Linked DNA regions of Zea mays: region 2 is linked to region 1. A link is a contact called in public Hi-C data. All regions are on one chromosome and are shown on one strand. The core of a region is the stretch at or near the end of the contact, and the rest is flanking DNA. Distances in the headings are between cores, read along the strand shown.

Evidence for each region. Hi-C and Micro-C count contacts between places; a contact is called where the count stands out from the background.
Region 2: a Hi-C map of tassel shows a contact between it and region 1, with 2.8 times the contacts expected there. The contact joins the promoter of LOC103654829 here to the promoter of LOC100272605 in region 1. A contact is called at or near these places in 2 of 25 Hi-C or Micro-C datasets (leaf and tassel).

What each region holds. Positions count from the first base shown.
Region 1 is chr4:241,085,641-241,091,141 of Zm-B73-REFERENCE-NAM-5.0, forward strand. LOC100272605 reads right to left here and starts at 3,060. Exons shown (of 6, transcript NM_001147068.1): 1 at 2,739-3,060; 2 at 2,481-2,648; 3 at 2,308-2,361; 4 at 1,987-2,183; 5 at 1,716-1,865; 6 at 1,234-1,607. The coding sequence starts at 2,748. The coding sequence ends at 1,440.
Region 2 is chr4:241,264,654-241,270,154 of Zm-B73-REFERENCE-NAM-5.0, forward strand. LOC103654829 (40S ribosomal protein S8-like) reads right to left here and starts at 2,605. Exons shown (of 5, transcript NM_001378299.1): 1 at 2,541-2,605; 2 at 2,283-2,355; 3 at 1,289-1,622; 4 at 772-947; 5 at 204-557. The coding sequence starts at 2,544. The coding sequence ends at 479.

The sequences.
Region 1 (5,501 bases), core at 1,810-4,309:
AACTGTGCCAATGCCGTTACAGTCTTTAACCTAGCTGGAGTTGAGCGCCACCGCTTCATCTGCTTGCTGCTAACTGCTCTGAGCGCCGCCGCCCTCCCCTGCTTGCTGCTGCTCTGAGCGCCGCCGCCCTCCTCTGCTTGCTGCTGCTGTGAGCGCCGCCCTCCTCTGCTTGCTGCTGCTGTGAGCGTCGCCGCCCTTCTCTGCTTGCTGCTGCTCTGAGCGCTGCCGCCCTCCTCTGCTTGCTGCTGCTCTGAGCGCCGCCCTCCTCTGCTTGCTGCTGCTGTGAGCGCCGCCGCCCTCCTCTGCTTGCTGCTGCTCTGAGCGCTGCCGCCCTCCTCTGCTTGCTGCTGCTCTGAGCGCCGCCCTCCTCTGCTTGCTGCTGCTGTAAGCGCCGCCGCCCTCCTCTGCTTGCTGGACGCCCTCCTCTGCTTGCTTTGTTGGAGATATATGACGTTTTGCACTAGTAAGGCTGCTGGAGATATACCAGAAGTGTTGTCCTACTAATCTTGCAGTGTGCTGTTGTATACTCCAATCCAAGGTAAGTGTCTAAGTGATCTTTACCTTTTAGTGAAAACATGATCATTCATTCATTCTACAGTTTCATTGTAATATTGTCAATAGATTTGCAATCTAGTATATATATATATATATATGGTCCTGTTATAGATGGACGACTATAGGACGACTAGGGAGTCGACTAGGATCGACTAATCGAGCTAATCGACGACTAATCGCGATTAGTCACCTTATCGGTGCTTAGGCGACTAGAGTCGACTAGCCGACTTTAAAACCTTGCTCCATCCATACTCGTACAGTCTTCCATTGAACCAGATACTTCAGAGTTCAGATCTCTAACATCACTGACCCTACAGATAGAAGAGAGTAATCAAATATCACTAATATGATGCAACAATATTTGCATTAAGCGAAATGAAGTTAAGGTTTAATATTCAGACAATACCCCATAGGCCGCGCTGATGAGCTGTTCACAGTAGCAGTCTCGCAAGCAAATTCCTTCCCAAGCTGGGTCAGAACTGATGCTGTATGTTCCCTTATACTCTCACAAGTAAAAACTTCCATGACCACGTCATGGTCTCGACTAAGCAAGTCAAAAATGGACTTAGCCTCTGTTGTGATACCCTTCAAGTACATCGTTTTTGCAGTTTGGTTAAAGAAGCTTGACAGGATAACAGAGGATTAAAAAATACACAATTACTCCCTATATTCATATTTATAAGGTGTGGTTTGACTATCCAAGTTCATGCTTTGACCAGACATTAGTCCCATAAAATGTGAGTTACGTAACAATTCCTAATTAAAAGCACTTGCTACTGACTATGATTTTGTAACTACCAACATAATACTATAGGGAGAATTTACAGCAGAATATTGGTTTTTGCATAGTCAAAATAAAGCCTATAAAATGAATGGAGAGAGTATCAGGAACACACCATCATGGCACCAGCAGCAACAGCAGATTCAGAACCTTTGTAGAGCATAAGATTCAAGGCAGACCGCCGAACCTTATTGCAGACGGCGACTTCTTCGGTGGTGTCAAAATCACAAGGCAAATAATTGTACATTAACTCGGCCTCCTTCGCAATACACTTGGGACCACAGTTTGCATTTGGTGCAAAGCAACAAGTTAAACATGAACCAATAATTACTAGAAAACTAGTTTGGCAACAGTTTGGTGTAGTTTGTAGCAAGCATACCTCCAAGCATATAGTTACAATCAAAGATTGATCACCCTCTGATTGGATCATTTGCTTTGCCTGGTCCTTGATCCGGAGGATCAGCCTTTTGTCGTCAGGAGTGAGAAAGCTAGCACAGTACCTGAGAAGTGCCTTCTCCATCTTGAGGCACTGGAAAGCATTTTGATTGTTTTTGCAATGGTGCAAGTTAATTGGCAACTGAACCAATATATAAAATATAAACAAGTATGGCAGGCCACAGTTCAGTAATGCAGAGGTAGGGGAACTATACCGATTTGGCTGCAGCAATCAGGGCACTCTTTTCAGCAACAATCCATCCAAATGGATCAGGCTTCTGCTCGGCACAAAGAAAAGCTTCACGATTATGGTCGAAATAGTCCCCAAGGTATTTCTTGAACACATGCAACTCAACATAACCAGGTCTGTAGGGCACCAGCCTCTTCCATCCCCATCCCGTCTCAAGAAGATCTTGGCATGGGCAACGAAGAGCTAATTAGATGCAACGTGATACGTAATAGGCAAATACTGTAGTAAAAAACTAAGAAACCTCCAAATTATAGAACAAAAAACACAGATAGGAAGGGGGGCATACAGCTTTGGCACCAAACCGGCATCATGAGCAAGCAGGAGCATGTATCATATATCTCTGTTAACATATTGATTTTTACAGCAAATCAACTAACATCTCTTCCCTAGATCGGTTGAATCCAGCACCAGCCACACAAGGAGAACATGAACTGGAAGAAATATAAAAGAAAATCGCACCTCTGTTCAGTATCAAATACACCGGCGGAAGCGACGCCACACCGGCCACCATCCCCTCCACAGTTTCCATCCAACTCAACACATGGTATCTAGGGACGTACGAATGATTGATCTCCTGTGTGAAGGCATCTTCTACTCCGGCTTCATCTGCCATAGGGTCATCTGCGGCTGAGGAATCCATTTTAGGGTTTCAGATGCGGGGTGGGGAACAAGTACGGAGCGGCGTAGGAATTGGATGCAGAGTTAAGATTTACGAACCGTTTGCCATGGGCTGTTGCTGGTGCCTTCTGTACGCCTGGACGCCGTGCCGCAATGACCCTCCGCCCAGCTTCCCCTGCTGCCGGCTGATGGCTGACGTTGGTTGCTGGTGAGTCGGTGACGAACAGCAAGTCGTCCGGCAGATCTGAGGAAGCCGTGCCGACTGCTAGCCTGCTACGCGCAGACGTTGGTGAAGATTGAAGAATCGGCAGGGGCGTAGGAGGGGAGGCCGCCGGCACGGAACGATGGACCGCCGGATGGCCGGAGAGGTGGAAGAAGCAACAGCCGCAGCCCTGTTTCTCGATGCGCCGCCGCCTGCGAGAGTGCGAGGCTACGTTTTTCGCCTGGCACACGGGCAGCAACAACCCTAAAAACTTTGCTTTTCCGTTTATACCCCTGAGTAGACATGGCCGCACTGAATTGATTGAGGGGCTACATTGGGTAAAATCAAAAAACGTCTGGTTCATATGTGAACCGCCGGGTCACCGGTTCCACGGAAAACCAGTCTTATTTCCGCTCCGATTACGGTAACGATCGTTTAGCTGAACCGGACCACCAACGCCTTTGGCTCTGCGCCCGAAAGAGGGGAGAGTGGCCGACTGGGGGTGGGCCCCACCTGCCAGCGCCGTTATGCAAGCGGGTCGCCATTGTGTCACGTGGGGTGTGGCTGACGCGTGTTGCCCGGCGGCATCCCCCTCCGTTCCTTTTTTACATTTAGGGCCTGATTGGTTGCCGTATCTAGGCAGCATAGCCGAGCGAGCCAGGTCCGCGGCAGCCTGGCTGTGCATCGCGTGAGCCTGGCTCCACAGATGCGCAGATTTTGGTCGCATCTCCAGAGCCTGGCCCGAGCTCCTTTTTTGCATCGCGAGACACAGGCGCTGATGCATATGCGGCAAACCAAACAAGCGGCAAAGTAGCACGCGCCTGGTTACGTGGATGCAACCTACAACCAAACACACTATGGCCGCATACCGTGAGCCTGGTTGGCCTATATGCGGGCAACCAATCAGGCCCTTACTTGTTACATTTCACCCTCTAGGGTAAAATTAAATATAGGTCCAGGAACAAAAGAGGAAGGGCATAAATTAAATTATTTATTTGTATTTTTGCCCTTGGATGATTCAACTTTTGAATAAAAATTGTATTTGAATTTATTCAAATGAAAATTAAATTAATTAATCTAAAATTTTATAAATACGCACATGATGACATGATTATAATGCACTTAGAGTAAATTATGATACGGAGTATCACAGTTTAGCCTTTTGTCCCTCTTAACAATGTTCAAATGAGATGGTGCTAAATCTAAACATATATACAAAACACATACACTCCCTCCGTTCAAATTATATAAGGTCGGAAGCCTCTCGCCCCGTCTATATCCAAATAGTTATCATTGAGTTTAGATATAGATATAAAACCATATATAGAATAATACATGAATTTATTTAAAACTCAAAACTTCTTGTAATCTAGGAGGGGAATATTTGAAATTCAAAGCCTCCTTTAATTTTGTGGTGGTGAGAGTATATAATTAACATTAATATTTTTCTTTTATAAACTAATTTAAATTCAAAATGGGACTATAGTAGTTTCAAATTTTGGCTCAGCCAAAGGACGGCAGCACGATTACTCATAGCTACCAGCATGTCCATACCGCGCCCATCCCCCCCGCTTAGGCCTAAACTGTTTAGGCGTTGTTTGGATACTTTTGTATTCACCCCAATCTATATATGTTGAGGTGGATTGCTATGGAACTTAAACTAATTTACACCCCAATCCACCTCAATACATGTGGATTGAGATGAATACGAGAGTATCCAAACAAGGTCTTAGTTACTCTTGGAATGAGACGAGTTGTAGTGGATTAGAAGTGATTGAGGAGAATTTAGATCTGTTATGGATTTAAACACACTCTAATTCCCAAGACCACTCCAATCCAAGAGTATCGAGTGTGGGAGATAGATATCCCCTGGGTCACCGAGACACAGATACACACCATGGGCCGCTTGAGAGGACCCCAATAAGTCGTCCAGCAGGGCACCTAATGGGCCTCGACTAGGCGCAACGGAAGCCAACTGAAGTGGTGATGCATAGGATAAGAGGAAGTCCCAAAGCATGCGGAACAGGCATACCGGTCGCACGCAAGTCTCACGGAAGAATCACCTAAGCCCCGGAGATGTGCCCCGTGTACGCGTCACTATCAGGAGGAAGCAACCGAACGCAGGAAGACTCGGCATGCTTGTAGCAAAGGAAAGTAGGCTCAGATAGACTCAATGATCTGTACAGGGATATCTCTTCAGTCGACTATATAAGGCGGAGGAGGTACCCCAACAAAAAAGAGGGAGACTCCATTAGATCGATAGTCAACTCCATCTTCATCCTCTAGCAATCATCTGTGACCCCCGAACTCGAAACAATCTAATACTCAGCATCACACATGACGTAGGATGTTACGCACTTGTGCGGTCCGAACCTGTCTAAATTCCCCGTGTTCCGACGTGCCCCCGCACGTACCATCGAGCAGCGATCGACGTCGCTGTCCTCCTAAAAGCACTGCGTGGTTTACCCCGTAGTGCACAGTCGGTACCAAACATCGATAACCAGCGCCAGCTCCATGGCCATCACCTTTAACACCGCGATTGTCTTCAACGTCAAGGAGGTTTTCCACTTCGGATCCCTCTCCTACATCACCGACCGAAGGGGAATCCTGCACCGCGTCGTGGACGCAGGGAGAGGAGCCCCTACAACGTGAGGCACGCC
Region 2 (5,501 bases), core at 1,355-3,854, 180 kb after region 1:
AAACTAATGATAGCGTATATCGCTAAATGCCTTGTCCCAAATCATGTTATGGATATTTCCATGTCACACCATGGATGGCTTCATTCAGTTGAATCAGCAGCCTACGCAATGCACATATTAAACAAAATGGGCGACACCTAAAAAGGGAAAACTATATATGCAGTGATGCCATGACGATCTTACAAGCTAATATTACAGAAAGGTTTTCTTTACGACATGTTCTGCGTTTATGCTTCAAACAAATTCATCAACAAATAGGAACTATTGCAGCTAGCGAACAGGGCAAATCATCATCACCGCAATAGGACAACAGCAGATATTATCAATACATTGGACTAGAGCTCAATCGCTTTTAGAAAACAGTGTACTAATCAGGTCTGAAAACATGGCATAACGCTCTGAACTTGAGACGACTAACCAAAAAAAAGTGTACTCATCAGGACACACATTTCGGTGCAAGACAATCCATGAGAATGCTCTAAGCTACAGCGCTCTTGCCCTTCTTCCTCTGTAGCTTCTTCATGTAGAACTCAAGCTCTTTACCCTCAAGGATGTACCTGTTATATAAAAAGAAAAGGCTACTAAGGAGCTGCAGGTAACGTTATAGGTGGTGAAACAAGGAGATAACTTGAAGCCAAGAAGGATAACATGACAAGATATCTAAAATCAAAACGACCATTATGATTTAAGCAACAAAAGTTTGTAGTACACACACAGATATGCTGCTCTAAAAATACTAAGAAAGTCTGGTGGAGGTCCATTATTTCGTACCCATCAGCTCGGCCACACTGTCCAGGGCGGGAAGAAATGCATGCCAGCAACCGTCCACTGCCAAATTGCTCCTCAATGTGTGGGTCAAGGGTACGTCCCTCCTTGCGCTTCTCAAGCTTCCTCGTGACATGGTTGCTCTTTTTCGTTTCCTCAGCTGCTGCCTCAACCTCTTGTCCCTGGATGGATATTATATCAAACAATAAATGAACCACCAGAGGAAACATATGAGCTACTAGAGTAAAGAAAATGAAAAGTAATGAACTATTGACATCTGCTTTCTAGAAATACTTCAAGCAAACAAAATATATTGATAAAAATTATCAACTTCTACATTTTTCATACAGAAATCTAAAATAGGCTAGTGCAGAAACAAGCTATTCATGTGGTTAAAAAAGAAGAGTTACCTAACGAGCTTATATTTGTCAGCTACAAAAAATGATGTATGAACTACGAAGCCAATACCTTACTAAAACATTCAGTGGTAAATAGTGAGAAGCTGTGTTCCAAGAAAGAATACCTCAGCATTATCCTTCTTTGCAGCAGGGGTTTTCTTCTTCCTACCAATGTCAACTCCATAGTGAGTGAGGTACCACTGCTTGAATGGGGCAGCATCAACTTGCACAATGGCACTCTTCACAAGGGTTTGTGTCCTCACAAGCTCATTGTTTGATGCATTGTAGACCACGTCGAGGATACGGGTCTTGCGGGTAACAGCTTCACTTCCCCATGAGTAGTTACCAGTATCAAGGCGAAGAGCCCTCCACTTCACGTTACCTCCACGAACACGGACCCTCCTCACTGTCTTATTGCTTGACAACTTGGTGTTGGCCGGCTGGCGACCAAGCTCATACCTTCAAGAGAAATGACAAGCAGAATAAACCTTTGAATGTAAGTCCTAGCATAGTACTGCGACACAACAAAGCCATATCGATAAACAACTCTTTTAAGCAAGCCGATGACACCAATTCAGTTTGATGAAACTTGCACACAAATGATCTACAATTTTAGTGCTGCCTCAAACTGTCAAACATGTAGTATGGACTAGTTGTGATAAAAAAGACTATTCTGAGAAACACAAACTTCACCAAGTGAAATTGGCTAATTGCCTTCAAGAAAATTGAAAAATACATAGAATTGACAGATACAATTACTTATGAACTGTCAAGGCTCAGGCATTTCATTGGAAGCATCATGGTAAACAACTTTAACAGACACAGATAATTTTTTATTAGGCAATACTCAGTAACCTCACAATTAAGGGCGACAAGCATATATCACTGGAGTTCAACTAATGATGTCAAGAGAGAAAAACATTATTTGAATCCTTGATACAACTCAGACCAATTAATACCGCATTACCGCTGCAACCACTACAAGATCCACAGGGAATCGACATGCAAAGTTAACAAGTTAGGACCGGTGATCTAATCAAGCAGCAGCATATTACAGAACAAAAGCAGAGCTAAGTGAATCCAGCCGTCAATAACATAGGGAAGAGAAACGGTCATTACTTTCGCTTCTTCCTCCAGGCCTTCTGCTTTCCACCGGTGGCACGGCGCTTGTGCATCGAGTCGCGTGAGATACCTGCACGAACACATCCAAACCATACGCAGAGGCACCCATTAGCATCTCATCAGCCAAACCGAAGAACCATCGCGGCAGCGTCGATCAAACCGGAAACGACTGCGACAGCGTCGCTCAAATCGGAGAACCACCGCGGCAGCTATGTCAGTACAGGCAAAACGAGAAGCAGGTGGATGGAATCTTACCCATTGTGGCTTGGCACAGCTCCTCCTCCGCCTGCTCCTTGTCCGCCCGCGCCGCCGCTCTTCTCGTTGGGCTACACAAGTGAGAGAAGGAAACCCTAAATATCGGGTTTATATATATGGGCTGACCTAGGGTTGGGGATAGGCGCCGGTGGGCTGAGTGAGGCCTAGTGCCCACCAAATTCCCATGGCAAATCGAATCGAGCAAACTGGGCCTGGGCGCACACTATCGACTGCATATCACGTAGCGACTAGCTAGTCCCTGCCTTAGGCCCAGCCCAATTCAAAATAGCGAAAAGGTCTAAACACGTTGAACCGATCGACTTAAATCTGTTTGTTTTAGGGTATAAGGCCTTGTTTGGAAGGGTTCTATTTCAAAAATTATAGTTTTGGTTTTCCAGTTTCATCACGAAACAACTTTAACAGATTGGTAAGATGGTGTTAAAAAATGTTTGTATTATACATAGACTTCAGCTTTTGTAATACAATTAATTTGTGTGAGTTTCTTTAATTACCCTTGATGATTAACGGGTGGAGAAAAAGACATGAATCGGTAGGTCATGTAACCAGTGGCATGTTAGGTGATTTTGGTACAACTTCATGAGGAGGTATAAAAATAGTGTTTTTGAAGCACCCTTTAAGGAGCTTGAAAATTTTCATTAAACTGTCCTCTAGTTTCAATTTTTTAAGCTATAGCTCGTGGAGCTAGACGTGTTTGGATAGAAGCTGAAATAGACTTAAATTTCTTAAAGTAAAGCTCTCCCAAACAGGGCTGAAAACTCTAGTCAAACACGCTTAACTTCACCAACTCAGTTTCACCAAAAAAAAAGGTGAAATTGATCCTAAGTTCACTAAGGGTCTGTTTGAGCTTCATTTCAAAATTTGCAGGTCTACTTCAGCTTGTTCTATCCAAACGGGTCCAGCTCCACGAGCTCTAGTTCCAAAAAAAACTGAAACTAGAGACCAGTTTCATGAAATTTTTGAAGCTCCTCGAAGGGTGCTTCAAAAACATTGTTTTCATACCTCTTCATGAAGTTGCACAAAAATTACCCACCATACCATTGGTTACATAACCTATCAATTCATGTCTCTTTCTCCACCCATTAATCATCAAAGGTAATTAAGAAACTCGCACAAATTAATTATATTACAGAAGCTGGAGCCTATGTGCAAACCAAACACTCTTGAATCCTGTCTTACTAATCTGTTGAAGCCGTTTCATGGAGAAGCTAGAAAACCAAAGCTGCAATTCTTCAAATGACCCTCCCAAATAGGGCCTAAATCTATGAAGCAGCCAAAAGGGTGCTTCATGAATCGATATTTTCAACTCACTCATGAAGTTAGGATGAAATTACCCACTTTTGCCATTGGTTACATGTCAAACGAATCGTTTTTTCTATTTCCGTCACTGATCGATGGCCATGCCAGCGCCTCACACCAAGACCAGCCATCTGCAATACACCTTTCCCCTTCTCCATGGATCCACTACAGTCGTCGCCGACATGCATAGATTGACGTCGGAGCTCACCGGGGACATGTGACGTGTGCCGACAAACCTCAGCATAGAGCTGCTTGAGCTCGCCACCGTCGTTGCGGTGGCCATAGGGACCTGTGCGTGTGGTCCAGCGTTCACTTTCTCAAATAGAAATCAGCAGGTTTCGATGAATTATTCTGTTTTTGTTACTCACCGAAAATCGAATTTTGTTCCGAATTTTAGTAGATTTCGATTTAAAATATAAAAAATACGAAATTCAATTTCGTATCTATGCAAACAAAATTGTGAACCCTAGTGTGGGCAGCCAGAGCTTAGGCATGCCATCTAGCTGCCTCGACACAACCGGGCGTGGGGAATCCGGTAGACGTCAGCATGAGGGCGTCGACCTCCACGCCCACACATCCAATGGTCTACAAGTCGCGGCAGTTATTCAGCTTTTCTTGCATGCCATATGAACTGGTCAGTTGTTTAGTGAACTTTTTTCCAACTTGGTCATTATGGTTACTATACATTGAGTAGACGAACGATAATCATTTTCATGCTTGGTGCATTTGATTGGCCAGGCGGTGACAAGACCTATAATACTACCTCTGTTTTTGAATATTTATCGTATGTTAGTTTATTTTTAAACTAATGACAACTAACAAAGAACGGAGATAGTATTAATTGATTACAACAACAAAAACAATCCCTTACATATTCAAGGGTACAAGAGACTTTTCTAAACAAAATCTCATTTTATTCAAGCTAAAGTTGATCTCCATGCCAAACATATTTAGAAACTCCATTAATTTGAAACAGGGATGCTCAACTATGAAGTTTATTATGAAGCTGAGCTGGTTTATGTGAAGTTGAGCTATGCCAAACACTTCCTTAGCTTACGGAGAGCTTCTGCTACCAGAAGCTGCTTTTGCTCCCTAGATGCATTAGAGTTGTACATTTGGTTCGGGTCTGGCGGATTGACACAAGACAGGAAAAAGCACGACATGCACTACACAAAATTATTTCGGGCTAGCTCGGCCCAGCCCAATGCATCGGACCATGCTTGGGTCGAGGCCATGACCCATGGGCTAGCACGAGGCCGAACCATTTATGCAAACATGAAAAACCCCACTAATAGGGACAAAAAGGTCCATTCTCCACTGTATTTTCACGGCTTTACGCCTTTCAGTCCATGGGCTAGAGGCATCGTCCACCTGGTCTCAGGCCCAACCACCGTGACCAGCCTCTGCCAGCAGAAGCCCGAAGAGGCGAAGACTGCTGCTAAAACAATCGAGTTTAGCTGACGTGTCTACACTTTAGCCATGTTAAGAAACCTAACCCTAAGGTTTGGTGGGCTCATACCGATTATACCCCTGATGGGTATCGTGTCTCTATATATATTTGTTATACACTTTGTTGCCTCGTTAAAACTCCTAAAAATCTAGTGGGAAAAATATGGAGAAAGAGTGCATGGTGATGCAAATTGC